Linked DNA regions of Mus musculus: region 1 is linked to region 2. Evidence: chromatin contacts called from public HiChIP or PLAC-seq data. All regions are on one chromosome and are shown on one strand. The core of a region is the stretch at or near the end of the contact, and the rest is flanking DNA. Distances in the headings are between cores, read along the strand shown.

Evidence for each region. HiChIP or PLAC-seq counts read pairs in DNA pulled down with a chosen protein or histone mark.
Region 1: a FOXA1 HiChIP or PLAC-seq map of pancreatic cancer cells shows a contact between it and region 2. The contact joins two enhancer-like sites. A contact is called at or near these places in 2 of 484 Hi-C or Micro-C datasets (bone marrow-derived macrophages and embryonic fibroblasts) and 2 of 115 datasets of contacts at active chromatin or transcription factors (fibro-adipogenic progenitors and pancreatic cancer cells).

What each region holds. Positions count from the first base shown.
Region 1 is chr9:14,213,433-14,220,438 of GRCm38.p6, forward strand. No RefSeq gene overlaps it. Among named protein-coding and RNA genes, the nearest start is that of Gm51286, 37 kb to the left of the region's middle. Within about 2 kb of position 2,244, at least 71 of the 459 cell types and tissues checked have an H3K27ac peak or open chromatin away from gene starts, as enhancers often do. A contact at or near this core is called in pancreatic cancer cells, where this site is marked.
Region 2 is chr9:13,849,895-13,856,755 of GRCm38.p6, forward strand. It overlaps a transcript of Fam76b not described here. Among named protein-coding and RNA genes, the nearest start is that of Fam76b, 26 kb to the left of the region's middle. Within about 2 kb of position 3,222, at least 8 of the 459 cell types and tissues checked have an H3K27ac peak or open chromatin away from gene starts, as enhancers often do. A contact at or near this core is called in pancreatic cancer cells, where this site is marked.

The DNA of each region.
Region 1 (7,006 bases), core at 994-3,493, 360 kb after region 2:
ATAATACAGGCATGACTCAACTCTCTTTCCCACTGGGGATGCGGAGGAGGGGCCCTGTGCAGTGGAGCTTGGAGACAGCCTGCACCTTCCTTGGAGGTTTTGACCATGTGCAGCATTGTACTGAAGTGGTGGGTGCCATGCAGTATTGATTATGCCTGTAGATGAGTCATGTCACTGTGAGACTGTGTTTCACATTATAAAGTCACAGTAACAAAAACAATAATGTTAGTATGGAAAGTATTTCTTGTGCAATTGAGATGACCCCTGACTTACTACACGTTTACAGCCCAGAGAGCCAGCAGTAAGTTGAAAATACATTTGGTGAGCCTACCCTGTAGAACAGCACAGTTCTGTATAGTTTAGTGACACTGTGCTCAAGAGGTGCTGGGGGGGGGGGGGGCGTGGTGGGGAACAGATTTTAGTCTGCTTTCCATTGCTGTGATAAACACTATAACCAAAAGCAACTTGGGCAGAAAAGAGTTTAGTTGTAATCCACAATGAAGGGAAGTCAGCTCCAGAACTCAGATAGGAACCTGGAGTCAAGAACTGATGCATAGGCCATGGAGGAGTGCTGCTTGCTGCTTTGGACTGCATAGCTTGCTTAGCCTTCTGTTTTATAGGACAACCTGCACGGGTGTGGCATCACTCCCCAGTGGGCAGGGCCTTCCCATAACAATCATTAATTAAGAAAATGCCCCATCAACTTGCCTACAGGTCAATCTGATGGAGACATTTTCTCAGTTGAGGGTCTTCACCCCAGATAATTCCAGCTTGTGTCAAGTTGAAACCAACCAACCAACACACAACTAACCAGAGCAGAGTGTGTATGTGGGAGTGGATGTGACATCAGGTAGCTGCAGCATACTGCCACTACCCAAGAGAGGAATATACCAGGAAAACATCTAAATTCAATGTTCAAAGTTGTTCTTGCCCCATTACACAGCTGAAAACATTTTAAGAGCATTTACCCTTCCCACTTGTGATAGTCAGCATTGACTATCAGCTTGACATGATCTAAAATCGAAAAGAAGTCAAGGCTCTGGGCATGCTTTTGGAGAACCTTCCTGATGTGGTTAAACTAAGGTGGGAATTCCCACCTGGGTGGTACCATTCCCTGGGCTTGGATCCCATACTGAATAAAATGAAGATCAGATGAGTATTAGCATCCATCTCCCTCTGCTTCCTGACCCTAGATGCAGTGTGGACAGCTGCCTCCCCTTAATGCCACCATAACTTCTTTGTCACCTCAAACTAGAGCCAAAATAAACTCCTCTTCCCTCCCTATATCACTTGTGCTGGGTGTTTTGTCATAGTGATCAGAAAGTACCGAGTCTAGTACCCCAGACTACCAAATTTGGAGTAGAGCAAAAGAAAGCAGAGGACAGTCTCTTCTTGTACAAGCTTTTGTGCCTTTGCAAATGGTCAGAAAGTCTCTCTACTGCTTTATCCCAGGCCCCTGCCACATAGTCACCACCTCTGTCTCTGACATAGGTATTAGATCTCTGGTTCTTATCTTACAATCTACAGAGCACATTGCCGAAGACATTACTTTGTTAAGAAATGGGGGCTGTTGTTACTGTTTTTATTTTTAGAGGTAAAAAAAGAGTCTGGTCTTTGTAGCAAAAGATCATTTTTCACTTCCTCCTAAGGCAGACAGGTCCTCTGAGATCTGCCCCCTTTCAAATGACACAGGCAGGAGCTGACCTCCTGTATTGCTGTCCTGAGTGTCCTCACTGCGGTGCATCTTGGATAAGAAATATATATAGAAGCAGAAAAGGAGTGAGAACATTAATCCTCTACTAAAAATCCCATGTTCTGTGTTCAGGGTCAGTTTCCCTAAGTTTTGCTTGGAGAATTGAGGTGGAAAAGGTTGGGAACTAGCCAAGGAGCTGGGTAAAATACAGCTGAATGAGGTGTTTTCCCGCATGCAAACAGTGTCACAGGGACTCATTTTTGCTTCGTCATGACTAGACAACCCAAATATCACCGGGCTGCATCAGCAGTCAGGTCTGGATTCTGTTATTGTCTGTCCCTCTGGTATTCAGAGATGCTGGCTCAGGAGAGACAGCACAATTCAATTTCCAAATGCATCTGAAATCCTTTAAGCCCTTTGTTGGAGGCATTTCGACATCACAGAGGGTGTGAGCCTTTTTCCTCTTGGTGGTTGCATCACAGCTACCAGGACAAGCACAACTGGCTCTTTCTCTGGAGAAACGTTGGCATCTGTGGTCCAAAGGTTAAGCATGCTGGGGCCTGGCTTGTTGAATTGCATTTCATTAGAGAGTACCAGGGAAGAGCCAGCTGAGCTCTGTGGCTCACTGGGGAAGCAATCTCTTGCTATTCTTTCTCCAGGAAAGGCAAGCAGCATATGTTGTTCTGCCTGTGGCACCAACAGTTCATTTCCACTGGCTTTTCTATAGCTTCAGCACCATTGGGATTGGAAGGGCGGGTTCTTTACTGCTTCCTGCAATACCTCTCTGAGTTCTTCTCCAAGTCTCTGCTTTTGTTCTACAGACTCTTCTCCAAGAGCTTTGTCTTGCTGGGGAGGTAAACACTTGACGAGATCCAGGGAAATTTAGCTGCTTTGATTTCTCACTGCCTTAACTCAGAGTCTGAAACAGCTATTGTGACTCTTGAGATAGTACTAAACGTTTATCTTAATCCTGTATACATACACCCCTCTGTTTCTCTTTACCCTCCCTGGGAAATGCTTACTAATGATTGTGCAACCACACTGATGCATATGGATGGGAAATGCTTACTAATGATTGTGGAATCACATTGATGCATATGGAAGAATCAGCTAAGACAAACATGACACATTCAGTGGTCATGGTGGCGATGCCGATTATGACGGTGGCAATTGTGGTGGCAGTGACAAGGACAATACTAACAAGCATTTGTTGAGATATTTGCATGTATTATGCACACCACAAAGTACTTTACACAAAGTCTCTCTTCTAACCCTCTGATTCTCTCCAACATTTACAAAGAGAAGTATTCTTGCCAGCTCCATTTTGCAGAGAAAAGTGAAGCCTAACCTAACAGAGACACGATTCTAACAAAAAACGAACCAGTGCTTAGTCATAGGGTAATGCTAATAGTGGATATGTCAGCTTCATGTCATCCTCAAAACTATGTCCTAGAAGATGATAGCTGATTATTGTTCTTCTTAACAACAAGCCCTGAGACCATAATGATTATGGCCATAATTATTGAAAATTTTACATAGGAGACATTGTGCTTGGAACCTCACACAAATCTCTATGCCCATAAATGACAGATCAGCTTGAGCCTCTCAAACATAAACATCTCCAATGCAAGAGACTGCTGGCTGAAACATTCTATATACTGGCATGATGTCATAAGTGGAAAATTCCACATCTAAATTCAAGAAACAGAATACAGTAAAAAAATAAATAAATAAATAAATAAATAAATAAATAAATAAATAAAGGCACAGCGGATGTGTTTGGAGTCCCCTGTTTTATTTAACTAAATCTGTTTAGATGTGTTCACTTGGGTCTTTCCTGAAGAAAGGTCTTTGTTAGAATGCTTCCAGATCCTTCTTGACCACCACAAAGTCATCATTATAACCCATTATTTCTTCTCAACCATCAGACCTAGCCAGAGACACTGGAAAAACAAAACAAAACAAAACAAAACTGCAGGTGTGTTAGGTCTCTGTTGCAGCTTCCATTTCTCTGCTGTAAGCTCTTTGCGCTCCAGAGATTCACTGCCTAATTGTCTCCATGTTGGTTCCAGCCAGCCTTTGACTCCCATGGTGCTTCCTTCAGATGGCTTCTGTGACCCAGTGGCTGAAGATCCTTTGGCCTTTTCTTCCGGGTTTCAGCAGCGGCTCTCCCAGTCCTTGCCTGCATTTTCTCCCTCATGGAAGATCTATTAGTGTAAACAGCTCACCTGTCAAAATAGACTATGCTCCAAGGGGCAAAATGTTCATCTTATCATCTTCAAATATCAACAAACCTTAGAAAACAAAATATACTAAAAATGCACTTATAGGGCTGGAGAGACAGCTCAGCAGGTAAAAGTTTGCCAAGTTTGGTGACCTGTGTTTGACCCCTGGAGCAAACAGAATAGGAGAGAAGGGACTCCCTCAAGTTGTTCTCTGACCTCTATAGGCAGCTGTGACTTGTGTGTTTGTGTGTGTGTGTGTATGTGTGTGTGTATCCTCTCACAAAATAAATGAATGTAAAAAATAAAATGCAGATATAAAATTACTGAATTGGTAGATTAGATCAAATTACTAGAGAGCATAATTTAAAAATACCAACACTAAAATTGTGGAGGAAAAGTGACAAGCAGAGACATTAGATCACATAAGACATGTGCATGTCCCAAAAGCAGTGTCCTTTTCAGCTCTCTAACTGAAAATGCCTGTGTGCTGGTATAGAATATATATATCATATACTATACTTCACACTCCTCTGGGGAGCTGATAATCAAGTCTTCCCATACCGTGTGTCTTCAGTGAAAGAAGAAGCTCTTGTTATCAGCTCAGGGTGCACTTTTCACCATAAGACATATGTCAGTAATTATTACATTCATTTGTTTATTGTCTCTCTGTGAGAATATAAGGGAATGCCCTTCCTCTCACTGGCAGAGGCAACCCATGCTCCTGAAGAGTGCTCAACACAGAAGTGATGGATCATCACCTAGCAACCACTGGAGGAGTGACTGAAGGAGGAAGGACTGGGAATTGAAATGCACAGCCTCCACGCTCAGTGAACACCACTGTCTCAAAGCATGTAAGCCTCCTTGGTGTCCTGCCCAGGTCCTTCACAACAGGCCTGTGCCTTAATCCCAGTACTGGTTTGCCTGCTGGCTGCCAGAAGCCCAAAGTTGCTCCCTCTTCTGAGAATTTCCCTCAGTGGGCAGAAATGGCTCTCCCTGAAGTGTTAAAGAAGTTGCACCCTAGAGGTGGCTAGTGGACAAGGACTGATTAATAGAGAGAGGAAAAGTTTCATGTTATTATTTGCCATGCAGAGTTCCCAGACAAGATCAAGATGAACATTTTCTGTCTGCTCTCCACTGTCTTTCTCACTCCTTACAGTTTTACTTGTAGTATTCTCTCAAAAGAAATCACGGGTATAAAAATCCCACCACACCTCTGTATTATAAGAAGCAAATCTGAATTTGGAACACCTGAGTTATTATCTATTACCTATCACTGTTGTTAGACATTCTTTTTGTTTGTTTGTTTGTTTGGTTGGTTGGTTGGTTGGTTAGTTTGGTTTGGTTTTCAAGACAAGATTTCTCTGTGTAGCCTTGGCCATCCTGGGACGCTCTCTGTAGACCTGGCTGGCCTCTGACTCAGAGTGCTGGGGTTAAAGGCGTGTGTAAACACCAGCCGACACTGACATTCTTTATCCATTTGTACATTTAATTTAATCTTACCTTTATAATCAGTTTGCAAAACCATTATTGCTGATTTACTCCAGCTCATTCGGTTAAATCACACTTAGTGCATCCCACATGGTCAAGGCTGGATCTGAACCTGATTACTCAGCTGCAGTTTCTGGCACTCACATTTCTCTACAATCATGCATTGTTACCATAATCTGAAATACCCAGATGGACCCTTGTTTGCAGGCTTGGTCACCTGCATGCGGCACTATGTGGAAAGGTGTAGAGGCTTTAGGAAGTGGGTTCTGATGGCAGAAGTGGAGTATCGACTAAAGACACCGCTAGCTCCTCCCCACACCCTCTCCTTCTTTTTCCTGAACAGCCACTGACACACCTTCAGACATGCCTTCCTTGCCACCACAGCTGAAACATCTCTGAAAACATGAGCCAACACAAAGCTTTCCTCCTCTGACAGTGACACCAAAATAACCAACATAGGAAGGATTTAGAAATAGTTTAATAGCAAAAAAGTATTTTGTGGCTGACCCCCAGTTAGGCAAGGCATGCAATAAGTCCCAACTACATAATCCCTAAATTGAAAGGTAATCAAGTCATTTTCCTTTGCCAAACTGGCTCTCCCTGCACACTCTGATGAGAGTCTAGCTTTCAAGGCCATGTGGGGTAGAATTTTGTGATTTCTTCTGCCACCTGGGCCTTCAGTAAATTCTCAGGACAATAGAGACAGTAGACCTAGACTGTTGATTGTTGAAGACATCCAGAAATGTTAAGTGATATTCCCCAAGAGCACAGAACACTTTCTCATCAGGCACAAGTACTTCTGATTCCTTAGCCACGCCTGAGTCTTTTAAGCTGTTGTCTTGTACAGATCCACAGCTTTCACTATTACTGAGAGTGACGGCCCACCAATAGAAAGCGGTTTTGCCTTTAATCTCTCCCTCTGCATCTGATTCTATTGGTCAAAAACAGGACAAAAAACAAACAAACAAAAAACCATTGACTGGAAAAGGGCTCCCGTCTCCCATGCTAACACTCACAGCTTCATCAACCATGCCCAAGTGGAACTTGGAAATTGATACATTGAACTGAAATCTATGAAGTGTCTAAAATTGAGAGAGATGGACTGCTCATTTCTTTTGGAGGTGTGTTATTTCATCATAAGGGAGGTTTAGGTTTCTAAACATTCAAACTTTTTCCTGGTCTGAGGAAGCAGAAGCTAACAGTAGATAGATGAGATGAGTGTCTGAGACAGTGCCTCAGCACAGTGCCTATGTAGAGAAAAGAATGCTGAAACTGGCTATGGTAAGGGACTGCTAGTTCTCACAAAGGAATGAGCAGCAAGGAGTACAGGTAAGATTATCGACGGGAGATTATCAATGGCTATATTTTTTCTGACACTAGAATGTTTTGTTTCTTTCAAAACAATTCACCAAATTTCCAGGCCCTATCTAGATTTTATTTACACTTGGAAAAAGTGGAATTTGCACCAAAGAAGAAAATAGAAAAAGGATATTTCATTAAGTCAACAGTATAAACAAAGAAAATTTGCTACATTATCACCAGATCATTATTTAAAACAAAAACAAAAACCAAAACCTCTAACTGCAGTCTATAGGCGGCT
Region 2 (6,861 bases), core at 1,972-4,471:
AGACCTGAATTAGAAGTTGCCATCTCCAGCAAAGGCAGTATGCTCTGTGGAAGTGTGGCATGGATAGTGTGCATCACTGTGCTTTTCTGTGGATGCAGCCTAGTGCCATCCAACACACAGCTTGGGCAGCCAAGAAGATGCTCCCATGCTCCCAGTGCCCTCTGCATGAGAAGTGGCATGCTTTGAATCAAGCTGTTGCTTGAGTTAGATGAACGATTCTCAACCTATAGGGAGGGAGTCATTCAACCTTTGAGGGTTGGATGACCCTGGGCACAGCGGTCACCTAAGACCGTCCTGCATATTAAATATTTACATTACAATTTCACAACGGCAAAAAAGACAGTTATGAAGTAGCCGTGAGATAATTCTATTGGTTGGGAGATCACCACAGCATGAGGAACTGTATTAAATGAACACAGCAATAGGAAGGCGAGGGCCACTGCCGTAGATGGTTCTTAAAGGGTCATTGTCTTATGCTTGTTTCTTGTTTTTGCTTTTCTCTATATGGTAAAGCTTCCCTTAGGCATTGCTAATAAGACAGCCTTAGAAACCAGGAATCTTACAGACTGGGCTTCTGTTGCAAATTCTTCTTGTGTTGTTGATTTTTAATGCAGCCCAAATGACTGTGCCTCCTTTGCTATGTGAAAACCTATCAACTATGGGCCAGGATAAGCATGTCAGTTTTCTCAGATGAAATCTTAACCTTTTTTGAGTAAATGTCCAGTGTATAGGCATACTGTAGCAAATGTTCTAGTGTGTTAGCGCTCTGAACAATGCTCCTGGCATGTTACAGCTTGTTCAATGGATAACTTAGATTTCTGGAAGATAGTGAGTTAAACTCGAAATAAGGGGTGGGCCAGATGTGAAGATGGAGCTAAGGCCCTTTGCTGTCTAATGTCTAGTGTGTCTTGGTACCTCGTGACTTTCAGTCTTATATATTTTTATAAGTGATATGTATACACATATTCCTACAATGTTAGTTCACACATCTCTTCAAATGTTTCCAAAGGTTTCTTAGCCTACCAACTAGCATCCTGCCAATAGCCACAGCCCTTCTCCAGCTAGAGCATCTGCCATCTCTCTTCATTTTACTATTTTGGCTTGGCTTGTACCAAAGCAAGGAGACTTAGAGCAGTATTATTAAGTTTTACTTTGTTTTGAGGCAGTTCAGGTTATTGGCCTTGAACTCACTGTAGGCAAGAATGACATTAAACTACTGATTCTGCGGCTTCTACCTTCTACACACTGAGGTTACAGGTGTATGCCACCATGCCCTCACCCATATTCCTGTAACTCCACCTTGGTCTGTCATGGGTTTCTTATCTGGGGTGATTAGATGTGTGTCTCTCCAGAAAATGTCTTGTCACACAACAATGTCATACTCTGTGAAATGTAAGTCATTATCCTGATGTGTCTATTATTAAGCACTTGACATTTTCAAGAAAAATAGACCATTTTAGGAAACAGAAATGGGAACATGGTGTGATCTGACTGTTCAGTAGGCTTGGCATTTGTTGATCTGTGGTGCTATCTGACTTTTTATGGAAGAGTATGCACAATTTTAAAGAATAGTTTATGAATGCTGTGCAGCTTATAGTGTAGACAGTATCAAAAACTAAAGTGAACTTTAATGTTTGAAATCTATATGCAAAACAATATTAAAATTTTTAAATTAGTGCTGGTGAAATGCTCAGAGTCCTTGCAGCTCCCCCAAAGGACCAGAGTATGGCTCCCAGAATGCACTCTGGGCAGCTCACTTACTCCCCTGTTCTATAGCTGCAGGAAATCTGATGCCCTCTTCTGGCCTCCACAGGACTCCACATGGAGATGTGTGTGTGTGTGTGTGTGTGTGTGTGTGTGTGTGTGTGTGTGTGTGTGTTCAGACAGACACACACACAGATAAAACACTAAGCAAACAAACAAACCCTTTCAGAAAGAGTAGCAACCTCACCATGCCAGAGTAGTTGCAAATGCCAGCTTAGGTTGTGGGAGCATCACACAGAGCTTCTCTATCTCTGGCTGTGAAACTGGATATCCTGCCCAGCATTACCACCCACAGTTCCTTCAGGGCCGAGCGGCAGATGTGATGGGTCTTAGAAAGTCACTGAACAATGAAGTAGCTCAGTACCTAAGAAGACACGCAGAACACGTTGTTGCCGTATTTAGTAAGTACCAGTGGAACTGAGGACCATGGGCTGTTTAAGCTGAGTGTTCCTGTCCCTGGCTTCCAGGGGCACACCCAGAGCTGGAGTTCTTTTCACTCATCCACTGGAAACTTCCTAATGGCTTTGAATGTTGATCTTAACCTTCTTTATATGCATTTCTACTCGCATTTTCATTTGACAGCATGGACCAGAAATCAAGCCCTTTTTCTGCTGTGCCTGGGATTGAGCCCAGGGCTTTATATGCACTAGTCCAGCATTGTACCAGTGAGTTACAGACTGGTAGTAAAAAGCTAGCCTTTCTGAATTTGTAAAAGACACAACTGGCTCTCAGATGTACTTTGGTACTTTTGTTGTCAGCACAATGCAAACTGGATTCTCACCAGTGTGTGAAGTATGTTAGCTGTCATTAGCAGGCTCAAAGAGTTTTACAAGTGGGGATCAGCATGAGTTCACCTCCACAGACACCTTGCAAGACTCAGCACCTCAGCATAAGGACCCTCGGAGGGTGGGAATGAAGACCAGGACTGAAGCTGAGAAGAGCATTCCACAGCCTACAGCAAGGCCCCAAAAGCCTAAGTATGGCTGAAGTGAGAGGCCGCCAGGGAGCGGGGGGCGTCATGGAAGTCCCACACAGAACAAACACAGGCCCTCAGCCACTTTCCCAGGCATGATGGCAGATAGGAGATGCCAATAAATACTTTAGAAGAGAGAGAGTGGAGGTAGAGCTGAGATAAGATGCTGCAGAGGGGAACGGCAGGGATGCAGCTACTGTAGAGTGCAGGACCCAGGAAAGATGGAAGGATGAGCTGGATGAAAGACTGATGAAGTCTTAAACTATTTGGAACCTATCAAGGTAGCTATCTGGAGTCTTGCTCACTAGAATAATTAACTCAAGACACTCTGCAATTAATGATGACAGACATGGCTGAAGGCCAGAGTGAGTCAACATGGGAGAGATGGGAATGCCATTACATTTTACAAAGAGATGGTGAGATCTCTAAGTTTACTTATCTGAACTCTCAGCTAAACTAGAGTTACTCAGTGTGTTGTGTTGAGTCATAAGTGTGGAGGGATTTTAATCCTGTAAGCACAGCAGGCAAGGCAGGAACTAGAGAGGTTGTTAATGCATTATCAAGCTGCCGTAAATATGACACACAAGACAAAGCACTTTATTGTGCTCATGGTTTCCCAGGCCTGTGTTCGGGCTTCATGCTCTTCCATACAGCCCAAGCTAGGATGGCTTCTACTTGCTTCACAACAGCTACAGGCTCAGTGGGGAGCTGTGAGGCATCTGGAGCAAACCCAGTGTACTGGCAAGTTTTGTGTCAACTTGACACAGCTGGAGTTACCACAGAGAAAGGAGCTTCAGTTGAGGAAATGCCTCCATGAGATCCAACTGTAAGGCATTTTCTCAATTAGTGATCAAGGGGGAAAGGCCCCTTGTGGGTGGGACCATCTCTGGGCTGGTAATCTTGGGCTCTATAAGAGAGCAGGCTGAGCAAGCCAGGTGAGGCAAGCCAGTAAAGAACATCCCTCCATGGCCTCTGCATCAGCTCTTGCTTCCTGACCTGCTTGAGTTCCAGTCCTGACTTCCTTTGGTGATGAGCAGCAGTGTGGAAGTGTAAGCCAAATAAACCCTTTCCTCCCAACTTGCTTCTTGGTCATGATGTTTGTGCAGGAATAGAAACCCTGACTAAGACACCCAATAACAAAAGACAGAATCACCTAGAAGCATCTTTACACAGGCATAGAAGCTATTGGGGTGGCATTAGGACTTGGTTCTGATGGGACTGCCAATTAGAATTCCTACGTGAGGTCTTTTCATGTAGTTTGATTTTCATGTAATGGTTGACTTGTCCAGAAAACAAAAGTAGAAGCTTCCTGGCTTCCAGTGTGTGTCATACTCTGTCACTTTTCCTGTTTTGTGTTGGTCATAGCAACCCGTGCAGGCACAACAGTGACATAAACAAATTATCTAAGGTCAAATGTCAAATAATTTATAGCCACAGGCAGTCATTAAAGATAGGGTCAACTAGTCAGGGCTTCCTACAGGAAATCAAGGCAGAAGATAAAAGCAGAGCCAGGCTCACTGTAGTTAAAGGGCTCCAGAGGAAGGAAAGGAAAAAGAAGTTCGTGTGAACCTGCCGGTCCCTGAGGCTTCAGCTACATACAGGCCCTGGCTAGATCTGGGGACTTCCCAGGGGGACACCTGGGGCCCCTGATGGTAGGAATGGCCAAGATCAAGTGAACTTGTGGAACCCAGCAGCAAAGACACGGTAGCCAGATGTCATGGAGATGCCAGCAACCCCAGCCCTTGAGAGGCAGAGGCGGTTGGATCCCTGTGAGTTCAAGACCAGGCTAGTCTACATGGTGAATTCCAGCCTAACTGGGGATACACAGTGAGGCCCTGTCTTGAAAAACAAAACAATCATGGACGTTTAAACCAATGAAGCAGAGCACTGGCTGTAATATTTGGGAGACAATAATGGTATTTTTATGTTTAAATAGTAGTTTCATTCTGTTAACATGAGTTCTAGGGCTGGAGATTAGCTCAGTTGGTAAAATTCAGTATTCATGAATCCCTAGGTTCGATCCCTCTCTGGTGCTCCATAAACCAGGCATATGCTGCACACCTGTAATTCCAGCCCTGAGAAGGCAGAAGCCGAGGAATCGGAAGCTCAAGGTCATTATCACCTGCACAGTGAGTGTGAGACCAGCATTGGATATGAGAGAAAAGGGAAAGAAGAGTCCTTCAAAGAAGCGTACTAAGATATGTACAAATACAATGTCATTTCTTAGATTTGCTTCATAATAAGGGAGAGAGGGATCGAGGCATGGAAGAAGCAATATTGGCTGTATGTTGATAATTATCAAAACCAGTAATAGCCATATGGGAGTTCTTTAACGATTTTCTCTCCTTCTATATATGTTTGTAAACTTTCCCACCAGAAAATTATTTTAAAGCATAAACACAAACCCATACATGCATGCTTATACATGCAGGTAAGAGCTAACCTCCAGACAGGATTTGCTGTACTTCACAGAGAAAAGAATAATTTAGAATAACTCATAAAATATTTGCATTTGTCCAAATCAAAAAAAAAAATCTTATAGAGAATTGCAAGGCCTCACCACTACTGAGGAGGATGAATCTAGTCTTTGTGCCTTCTGGCTTCCTTACCACTTCATCATGTCGTGAGAGTCAGCACAGCAGTGGTCTTCACACCCTGGTGCTCCATTCAAAGCTACATAAATTCTCACTCCCCAGAGGCACACATGACCATATACACGCAAAGGCAAGTTTGGGGTGAGTGGGGAGGGGCTCATTTTCATTTGATGTCCATCTTCAGGCCTCACGGTAGGCATACCGAGCTTCCCATGACAGCTAACTTCTCCATCCTTCCCTGCTAGTCAGCTGCCAAACAGCCTGTCGTCTGTCCGACCTGCTCACTTGCTTTGGCCGTGCCTCTTGGCAATAGCCTGAGCACAGCAAAGGGTCTCCTGTCCTATCTTTACAGCCACAGTGCCTCCTACCCCTACAGCACAGTGTTTGAGTTAGTGCCCCCTCTCTGAAACTCTTCCATGGTCTCCCAGTTCACACCTGGCTCAGGGATGTTGTCCTTCATCTACTAGGGGAATGGGACCACCTCCAGAAATCTTTTCCATAACCTGAAGAATCAATCTTCAGGCCTGTGTTCCTGCAGCTGTGTCAGCCTCTCTCTTTTAAATAAAAGCATCCACACCATTTCTATTACACATATTGTCAATCACATGTTGTAATCCAGTTGCCTGTCCTGTTCCTTCTGGAGACGATGTGTTCCTTGGCCACTGGGCCACACTCACTTTATCCCCAGGGAATATCCAGCGCTGGGCACGACACAACACAAGAGAAAAGTAAACAGTTCTTGAGTTAATGAACCAAGGCTTCCATACATACCCCTTGGTGAATTTTTTTAAAAGAGTAAAAACAAACCCAAATTAAAAACCTATAAATACTTGCCAGGTGTAATTTGTCATTCTCCAGAGGTCAATTAGATAGACAATGTTTTGAATGGTCTCTTGCATTGCTCTTGTGCTGACTGGAAGGAGAGAATCCTGTTCTGGTTAATTGTTATTAAAAACTCTCCGATATTATTAGCTATCTTTCTGGAGATGAACTTAAGTCCAAACCTAATTAAAGTGTTCCCTCTAAATGATGGGAAGAGAGGCCCCTGTTCCTCTGTGGATTGGGTAGACATTCTCTTCTGCATTAAACACTAAAGGTAGAACTGCTATTTCCAGCAAGTATTTCCCTAAAAGAACAGGTGTTCTTACCTTGGTTTAAAAAAAAAGCACTAACCCTGAGCAAATCTCCCCAGCACCCCTGGTGTGCAGCCACCCATACACTCCCTCAGTGGGGAACTTGGACTCTGAACAGGTGGATAATCAGGCAGACTATTCTATTAAGAGACTTTTGAGAAGAAAGTGGGGGATTCAGAGCCAGGGATGCTGGTGAGCAAGGGCCACTTGGCAGCAATGGTTGCTCAGTGGAAAGGGTTCAAAACCTCCTCTCTTTTTAATAGACGCCCTACAAACCTCAGCACCTTGAGACTTCTGCTTAGTGATTAAAAGGGACTGCCCTGACCTTTGAAGAGAAAGGTTACGGCTTCGGTGGAATCATGTGACTCTTACTTTAATTGGAAAGCTACATCGCCTA